Linked DNA regions of Mus musculus: region 1 is linked to region 2. Evidence: chromatin contacts called from public promoter capture Hi-C data. All regions are on one chromosome and are shown on one strand. Each heading gives the region's core, a stretch centred on a gene start, on an enhancer-like site or on the middle of the called end of the contact. The rest is flanking DNA. Distances are from core to core; before and after follow the strand shown.

Evidence for each region. Capture Hi-C pulls out chosen DNA fragments and counts their contacts.
Region 1: a contact with region 2 is called in a promoter capture Hi-C map of adipose tissue. The contact joins two enhancer-like sites. A contact is called at or near these places in 3 of 484 Hi-C or Micro-C datasets (CD4 T cells, bone marrow-derived macrophages and cortical glia), 6 of 115 datasets of contacts at active chromatin or transcription factors (bone marrow-derived macrophages, cardiomyocytes, embryonic stem cells and 3 more) and 3 of 9 other capture datasets (adipose tissue, liver and pancreatic islet).

Annotation. Positions count from the first base shown.
Region 1 is chr10:94,430,844-94,435,195 of GRCm38.p6, forward strand. It overlaps a transcript of Tmcc3 not described here. Among named protein-coding and RNA genes, the nearest start is that of Gm32827, 6.6 kb to the left of the region's middle. Within about 2 kb of position 2,283, at least 12 of the 459 cell types and tissues checked have an H3K27ac peak or open chromatin away from gene starts, as enhancers often do. A contact at or near this core is called in adipose tissue, where this site is marked.
Region 2 is chr10:94,543,378-94,547,700 of GRCm38.p6, forward strand. The region is part of intron 1 of Tmcc3 (transmembrane and coiled coil domains 3); the gene reads left to right. Among named protein-coding and RNA genes, the nearest start is that of Gm40743, 31 kb to the left of the region's middle. Within about 2 kb of position 1,649, at least 300 of the 459 cell types and tissues checked have an H3K27ac peak or open chromatin away from gene starts, as enhancers often do. A contact at or near this core is called in adipose tissue, where this site is marked.

The DNA.
Region 1 (4,352 bases), core at 1,033-3,532, 110 kb before region 2:
CAAGGGATTGGTGGGATTGTATTCTGAAAAAAAAAAAACGCAAAAAAAAAAAAACATAAAACAGTCTCTCCTATTAGTTTTTCCACTCTTGAGCAATTTAATCAGACACTTATAATGTGTATGCAGATTGGGCTAATCTTCTGCTAATCACAATCGTGAGCCTGGGTGGGCGTGTTCAATGTGTCAGTGACTGGCTATGTACATGGAGACCCTGTTCCTCTCTTTAATGGTTATATTGGCAATCCTTCTCGATAGTTCAGTTTTATGATACAAATTTACTGGGATTAAACTCAAGCAGCTCATGTAAAATTAATTTTCGTTCCACTTCGGTTCCGATCACTAATTGGTTGAAGCCCAGTGCACAGTTCTCTCTCTGCTACCCTCCTGGTCCTTGGTTAGTAACACTTGCTGTTTTGATTTTGCTCTCTACTGCAACTGTGTGTGCTCGAAGGATGTGAATCGTGTCTGCCTTGACTACTATCTGTTTACTAAGGGCCTGGCCCAAGTAAGCACCAGTTAATTTTTTTATTTGCCACATCAGCTTGTATTAATAATCCAAATGGTAACCAATAAGTAATGTAAAAATAAATGAGATTAATGTGTGTGTATGGATGTATGTGAGTGTATACATACGGGTGTGTGTGTGTGTGTGCATGCACGCCCACTGAGCAAGCTCATGTGTGTATACTGCAGAGCTACAGCAGCTAACAGGAATACCAGTTATCAAATAGAAATCTGGGTCCTTACTATAGAAGAGAAAAAACATATATTACATACATGTATCCAAATGACTCTTGTCACACTCCATTGTATGTCAGCTGCAGAGTGTCTCAGCAGACCACTGTCCGCATGTATAGCATGTTTTATGTAAAGAGAAAACTCCTACAAATTAGGCCTCCTGGTGTGTTTAAACATGTAGGCTCTGTGTGGCTATTCTGTAATCCCACCCGGACCACATTCACATTTTACAGACCAAGGAGGGACCTTGAAAGAGAGTGGTTGCAGTTCCTGGTCCCAACTCCCCAGGGGATTGTTGTAGCCATGATTTTGGTCTGAACCTGTCCCTCTCCTGCCTCTGGGTCCCTGGGAAGGAGTCTACACCTTAGTGTTCTATCTGCAAACTCTGAGGCTGTGCAGAAGCAATGCTGGAAAGGACCACAGAGACAGGCAGGTCTAGAGGAAGTGCCCGGGCCACCTTAGCAGATGTGTGTCCAGCTGTATCCACCCTCCCGGCTCTGTGTAGCCCGTGTATGTTTACATTTCACTTAGTCAGTAACCGGTTTTATGTTCTGTTGTCTCTTCTCCGTGTGCTCACTGGACACTCTATGGGACAACCGTGATGCATTGTGGGATTGTCTTGAGGATTGAGATTTCTCACGTTAAATATATTATACAGTATATGATATGTCAGGCCGAGGATGTACACTGTAGACCGAGGATGGTCTACTGGAAACGTGGAACCATGCCCGGAACAGCATGTTTGTGAGATGGCCATTGTTACAAACCTACAGTTCACTTTTCTGCAGTTCTAAAACCCAAAAGCTCTTGAAAACCCACGTTTCTTCTTCACTTTGGTAGGTTCCAACCTGCTCTGAGTTAAAGGACTTGCAGGGTCTGACCAGAGGGGGTGCATGATGGCTTCCAGGCCTTATTTAGACCTTGGTGAGAATAATCATACGCGCTGTTGTGGAAGAAATGTCAGTGTGGTAGGCCTCAGCAATATTATATATATTATTGCCTTTTTCAAATGACGAATTCTGAAGTCTGGTGTGTGTATCTCTCTCTCTCTCTCTCTCTCTCTCTCTCTCTCTCTCTCTCTCTCTCTCTCTCTCTCTCAGTGTGTGTGTGTGTGTGTGTGTGTGTATCCAGGACCCACCTCACTCACAGCACTGTCCCTGGCCTTGACGGCACTCTGAGCACTGAGGCGACTAACATTGCTCCCGTGTGGCAGACCTAGGTCTCCTGGGTCCGAGGGCTGCTCAGGAGAGCTGTTCACTTGCTGTGGCGTCAGAAAGGCAGAAAGAAGGATGCACATGAAAGAAGCTGATGGGGGGTGGGGGTGGGGGGGGGATCTGGACCACTTGGCCCAGCCCAATAGAAAAGGCTTTTGTGTCGATCATCCGGTTATTCTTTTCCAGGGTGGCTGGAAAAGAAATCAGACCTGGGAAAACAAACTAGAGCTCTGGTCAGCTGAACAACTGTTGCTGCCACGGGTCAGCAGCATAATCTGTGAGCCTCTGTGTACACGCATGCCTAGAAATAGAGCCAGTGTTGGATGACTCTGGGGGCGTGGGGGGAAATGGGATTGTTCTCTCCTTAGTTGAACTTCCAGGAATTCCTGTGTTGTCTAGAACTGCCCCCAAAGCAATCACATGTCTGTTTCAGAAGACTCAGGAAGGGTGGCAACCTGTTCTTTCCTCATCACCCCCACATGTGTGTTTGTATGTGCATATGTGTATGTATGTGTGCATGTATGTGTGTTTGTGTATGTGTATATATGTATGTACCTGTGTATGGATGTGTGTGCATGCATGTATGTTTGGGTGTGCATGTGTGTATGTGTGCATGTGTGCATATGTATGTACCTGTGTATGTATGTGTGTGGGTGGGCATGTATGTGTGTTTGTGTGTGCATGTGTGCTTATGTGTGTGCACATATGTGTATATGTGTGTGCATGTGTGTATGTATGTGTTTGCATGCATATGAGTGTGCATATGTGTGTTTGTGTGTGCATGTGTGTGTTTGTTTGTGTGTGTTTGTGTGTGTGTGTTTGTGTGTCTCTGTGTGTGTTCCCTTCCTTAGCTGTATTTTATGCTTTGCTTTTCATTTTCTTTTCCCATTTGATTTTCTCTGATGGCCAGATCTGGCAGCAGTTGCTAGATACTTACCTATCATTTTCCTGTTCTCAGCGGAGAGAGGGGGGGGGGGGAGAGAGTAAGAGAGGGAGGGAGGGAGGGAGAGAGAGAGAGAGAGAGGTGGAGAAAGAGAGAGAGAGAGAGAGAGAGAGAGAGAGAGAGAGAGAGAGAGAGAGAGAGAGAGGTGGAGAGAGAGAGAAATTTCAGGAAAGCCTGAGATTTGTGTTTTACATTTTGTGTAGGATGTTCTTAGTGCTTCGGAGACAGGGATTCAGCCCTTGGGAATCCTTTACTCTTGGTTCGTAATTCTGTCACATTTAGAGCTCTCCTCTCTGCTGCTGGGTAGGTGGAAAGATAAAGGCTGCATGACAGCTCGGAATCCCCACAGGGACCCCCAGTGAGATGCAGTTTACCAAAGCTTAGCGATAAGAAGCAGATTAGTCCTTCGAGATAAGAAGGGATCAGAACTTTCCAGAACTGCAGAAAAGGCTTCCATGTGAGCAAGAGCCTTCACCACGACTGTGCCCCTGCAAATGAGGTGGTTGGTGAGGTTAACCGGGACTTCTTCTCAGGTGGGTTGCCTAGAGATCTCCAGGCTGGCTCTTTTCTGGGCGAAGTCATTGCAGGCAAGTAAGCAAAGGCATGAAAGGTACAAACAGAGCACGTGATTCATCTCTCAGAGGAGACACACCTAAACAGACAACACACACACACACACACACACACACACACACACACACACACACACACACTATTGTAATCCTCTCAAATATTTCCCTTCTTTTTCTGGGACAACCTAAATTATAATTTTAAAACTTGTCTTTTTTTGTGTGTATATTGAGGGAAAAAAACCCTGTTCAATGAATCCTCCACAGAGGGAAGACTACACGAGTCATCTGACTGTGAGCATGCTGGGGAATCTGGAAGAAGGAAAAACGAAAGCTACTTGGGTGTTCCCGACCCATTTTTAGAGTCTCTTCAAAGCTTACCCATGCACCTGTACTTTAGGGTCCTTGCCCTTGCAGTAAGAATTCAGAAGACACATTTCTTGGAATGTATGGTTCTGGGGACAGGCTCCAAAGCATGCGTGAGGGGCTTATATACACAGCAATGACAGGAACAAAACTTCTGCGAGACACGGACAGCTGCAGCTGCCTAGTAGTTCAATACTCTTTAAAGTGATGTCTGAAGACTTATTAAAGAATAGCTGGCAGGTGGAGAACAAGGCCCTTGGGTTTTCTATGGTGACCTCAAGAGACTCAACCTTGACCTCTGTCTGTCAGTCTCAACAAGCCCTGCAGATACACGGCCCTAGTGTTCTCCCTACTTCTGTAGTCCTGAAGGCTTTTAATTAGAGAAGAAATCAGCCTGTGGAAAAGCAATTTCCATTAAAGGGGGTTGAGGAGGCTGGGCAGTGCTCACAGAACAGGCCTTAGAATTGGGTTAATTAACAAAAAATTGACTTTTCAAGGTTGTCTCCAGATGGCATTGTTACT
Region 2 (4,323 bases), core at 399-2,898:
ACACACACAAATCAACAAATGTAAAAACAAAAAACTTAAATAATCTTGGATCCTTGAGAGGGAGGAGGAGGAGGAGGAGGAGGAGGAGGAGGAGGAGGAAGAGGGATGGATGCAGCTTAGACTTTGGGTCTGCGTTCAAGTCCAGCTTTTATGGAGATTCCAAAAGGCAAGGCAGCCCACTTAGGGTTAGGTGGTCTTACAAGTTGGGTATTCGTGTGGGACAACTATGAGCAGAATTGCTAGGTGTCACAGGGATGCTATGTTAACCCTTTGAGGAATGTCAGGGTTTTCCAGTGGTTGGTCATGAGCATCCCTGCCAGTGTACGTAGGTTGTAGGTGTCCCATCTCCTCCCCACCGCTCCCTGTCTCTTTCTGTCTGCTGAGTAGTATCTCATGGCAATTTTGTGCTGAGAAAATTTTTCTTTCCATGAAAGTTGTCCCTATACACGCTACTAGGTAAAATATCCTTAACTTAATTAACAGTCCAGTACAGATGCACATCCTGTGTCATCCTAGGCAAACGGACAGGACATTCACTCATGGTTCTCCCATGGGGTAGCTGCTGCTTCGTGAGTATGATAGTAGAATATGAACATCTTACCACTGTAGCCAGCTGGAAGCCAAAATAGAATCCATGCCCTCTTCTGAGACAGGCTGCCCAAAGCTGTGAATTCCCTCATCAAGAACAAGTGGCTGAACAAATGCTTGGCACCCAGAGCCAGAATAAAAGCTAGGCAGAATGAATGAATAACTCTAGCTTTGGGAGTCAGGCACAGTTGTCGCGTGGCAGCTTGATCAAGCTACTCAAGGCTGTCGGAACCTTGGTGGTAGTAACTCCGTCAGTCACACGGTGAGATGCGAAGTGCCGGGCTCAGGACAGACACTCAGCTGACGTTAACTCCCTTTCCATATATAGCTTTGTTGTTAGCATCAGATATATTTTTTTTCCCAGATAATGGCAGAGCAGAGGATTCATTGTGTTGTTTAGATATCTTCTCTTTGCAGAGAAATAACGAGCTCTTGGCAAAAAAAAACCTTAGTGCTGGTAGAAATGGATACTGCAATTTGGTAGCTGCTGACTGACACGTGTTTGCCAAACAGCTATTCAGTCTTGAGCAAGCTCACCTAAAAGCGGGGAAAATGGGAGAATCCTGTAGTTTTATCCTCTTTGCCAGGTATTTATTTGGAAACAAATATCTTTGTAAAGTCCCAGCTTAATTTTTTTTTGTGTGAATAAAATGTTGACACGCTTTGGCTTAAGAGTTCAAACTATCCTATGTGAAACTTAAGTGTTAGTCGACACAAAGGTGTCAGACGCTTTCCAAAGGCTCATTGCTTTGATTTTTGATTTTTGGGTTTTTTTGGTTTTTGATTTTTAAGAAAATGTTGGTCTTTTTGTCACTGGAGTCTTTTGGGTTTTTTTTTTGTTTGTTTTTTGTTTTTTTTGTTTTTTTTTTCTTGCCCTGCAGGGAAGTCCTAGTAACAGGCTTCATGTCTGATTGGGTTCCATGGCAACAGAGGTTGTGACTTTATTAAAAGAGAGCCCGAGCATGCCAAGAAAGATAAAAATCAGAACATGGGAGATGTCCGAAGAGATGCATGTGTTCTGAGGGCCGTGTGCCCTGGAATGCAATCGGTTTCTCGTTCGCTGTCCTTGGTCTCCGTTAGCAATATGAGGCCCACAGCGTTGCCCCTGAGGTCACAGGGTTCAGGGCTCTCTCTTTGAAAACACATTTACATGTTTGCTTTTCATTCATTCACTGATCTTGCTTTTAATATCTTTTGATGTATTAGGAAAAATCCAAGCAGTTATGTGAAGAACCTAGGCAGGAAAGGATTCTGGTTTTTAAGGTAGGAGGAGAATATATGGCATCCCTTTTTGGAACTCATTACAGCTGTAAACTGTGCGATGGTGTGGGAGGGCCAATTAGAGGCAATTATAACCAGCTCGAGCTTTCCCTGAGTCAAAGCTTGCTCTGAGCTTTCCAAGCTGGGTCCTGGGAGGGTGGGGCGGAGCAGAGTGCTTCTCCTCCTTGTTTCTCAGTTAGAAAAGCTGATTCTGGTCTACAAGCGGAGCGTCTGTAGCAGGGCTTGCCATCCTTTCTCTCCCGACCACGACCACAAGAGGCTGGCAGTTGCCAGGACCAGAGCTGTTTGGCTCAAAGTGCTAACAGGAGCTGAGGAAACAACGGTGAGGTGGTTGAATCAGCCTGCGCTCCTGCCTTCTTGTTGCTTTCTTTCTCAAGGGTAATCAGTCAGGCCTTTCCCCTCATTCTGATACTGAAAGTGAAAGAAACCGAGGGGCCGGTCAAATCAGACAGGTCACCCTGTCTGTCATCCTCTAAGCCGGTGGGTGGCACGTTCTGACCTGCATCCGGAACTCAGACTTTGTTAGTCACGTACCCACAGCTGCCTCACGGTGAATCAGAAACTTCGCAGATACTTGGACTCTGATGATTAAACATAGCAGGCAGTATTGGTCTGTGAGCAAAGAATGAGCTCACCACGTTCTGGGCCCCCGAGCCATAGTTAATCAGACCTTGGGGAAATTATGTCACTCAGTCAGCCCTGGTTCCGTTCTTCACAATGAGCTCGACCTGAACAGATGCTTCTCAGACTTCCCTGTGTATAATATTACAGCCTGGGCTCCAGCCCAGGACACGGAACCTCCTAGAAATTCTGATTCACTGTCTCGGGTGGGGCAAGGAGGGTTAGAGGCCCCAGGTGATCTCATGAGTAGTTGTTCTGGAAATACCGCTTACCTGGCTCACTGATGGCAAACTAGTTGGAATCAAAACTGGAGGGAGAAGGGAAGCTGTCGGGTATAGATTCCCATTGATCAGGATTAGGCAATGGTGGCCAGGCTCAAAAACAGGGCCCCACTTTCCCAGCTCCCTTCTCGGCTCAAACATAGCTGTCTTCCCTGCCTGCCCCCCACATCTCTAAGGAACCAGAAGGGGCCGAAGTGATGAGAGGCCAGTTGGGTTTGTTCGTTCTCAGTGGCTCACATCCCGGGGCAGGGTAGCTCTGAACACTTACACATTCGTTCCTAGACTCTTGGCTCTCTGCAGTGTTGTCCCCTCAGATAGAAGTGTTCACTAAGGACTTAATTCCAGTGGGCAGGAGGCAGTGGCAGAGACATCGGAATTACCTAGGGAGGTTGTTTGAAAAGAGTGGATCTGAGCCCTAAAGATTCCCCGTCACGCAGAGCCCTGGTTATTCTTTTTAATATGAAGCATTTTTACAAGGAAAACCCATGTTCTTTTGAAGATTTAAAACTAAAGCTATAAGAAACCAGACCCCAACCAGCCCTCCTGAGTACAACTAACTTCAAGTTCAGGCGCACACGTGTAGCATAAAGGAGATGACCACATGGGGTCACTTAGATAATGGACGTGCACACAACCAGAGCCAGGGCCTTAGAGAGCAGCCGGCTGGATCGCTGGAGAACCTGAGTTTACTGGTTAAATCATTAACTGCTAAAGCAAACAGGGTTCAATGTGTGTCTCCTCTGTGCTCTCTGCTTGTGGCTAGGTTTTGCGTTCCCTGTGGAAGAAAGGTTAAATGACATCAGTAAGTGAGGTTCTCAGTGTATTATCTGAAGAAGCAATTGTGAAAAAGGCTCATCTTTTTCCTAGCAAGCTTAATGTAAAAAGTGTATGTTCGGGGGCTGGAGAGATGGCTCAGAGGTTAAGAGCACTTTTTGCTCTTCCAGAGGACCTGGTTCGGTTCCCAGCGCCTACATGGTGACCCACCGTCATCTGTAACACCAGATCCAGAGGGTCCAATGCCTTCTCCTGGCCTCCATGGGCACTACATGCAAGTGGTGCACAGGCACATATATGCAAGCAAAACCACCCATAGATGTAAAATAAAAATAAAATAAAGCTAAAAGCATTCTTAAGCGTAAACTTATTGGAAAGAATAAAACCCATAGTACCAAGTACACAACCCGGAGTACTATGTATATTTCTTCAGGGGAAAACCAGACTCTCTGTTCTGGCCTTATGTCCCCCAGACCTGGGGTATCGAGTTATATTCACTATGCAGCATACTCTCTGCCCAAAAAGGTTTATTTATTTCATGTGAGTGCATTGTCGCTGTCTCCAGACACCAGAAGAGGGCATTGGATCCCTATTACAGGTGGTTATGAGCCACCATGTGGTTGCTGGGAACTGAACTCAGAAGCCATCTCTCCAGCCCCATCCGGCTATTCTTGGACCACTTCTCCCACTGACATGCGCACTGACCACTTCTCCGTTGACATGAGCACTATTCAACCTCTTCCTAGGCAGGATGTCACTATTCAAGTCTTTTCCAGGA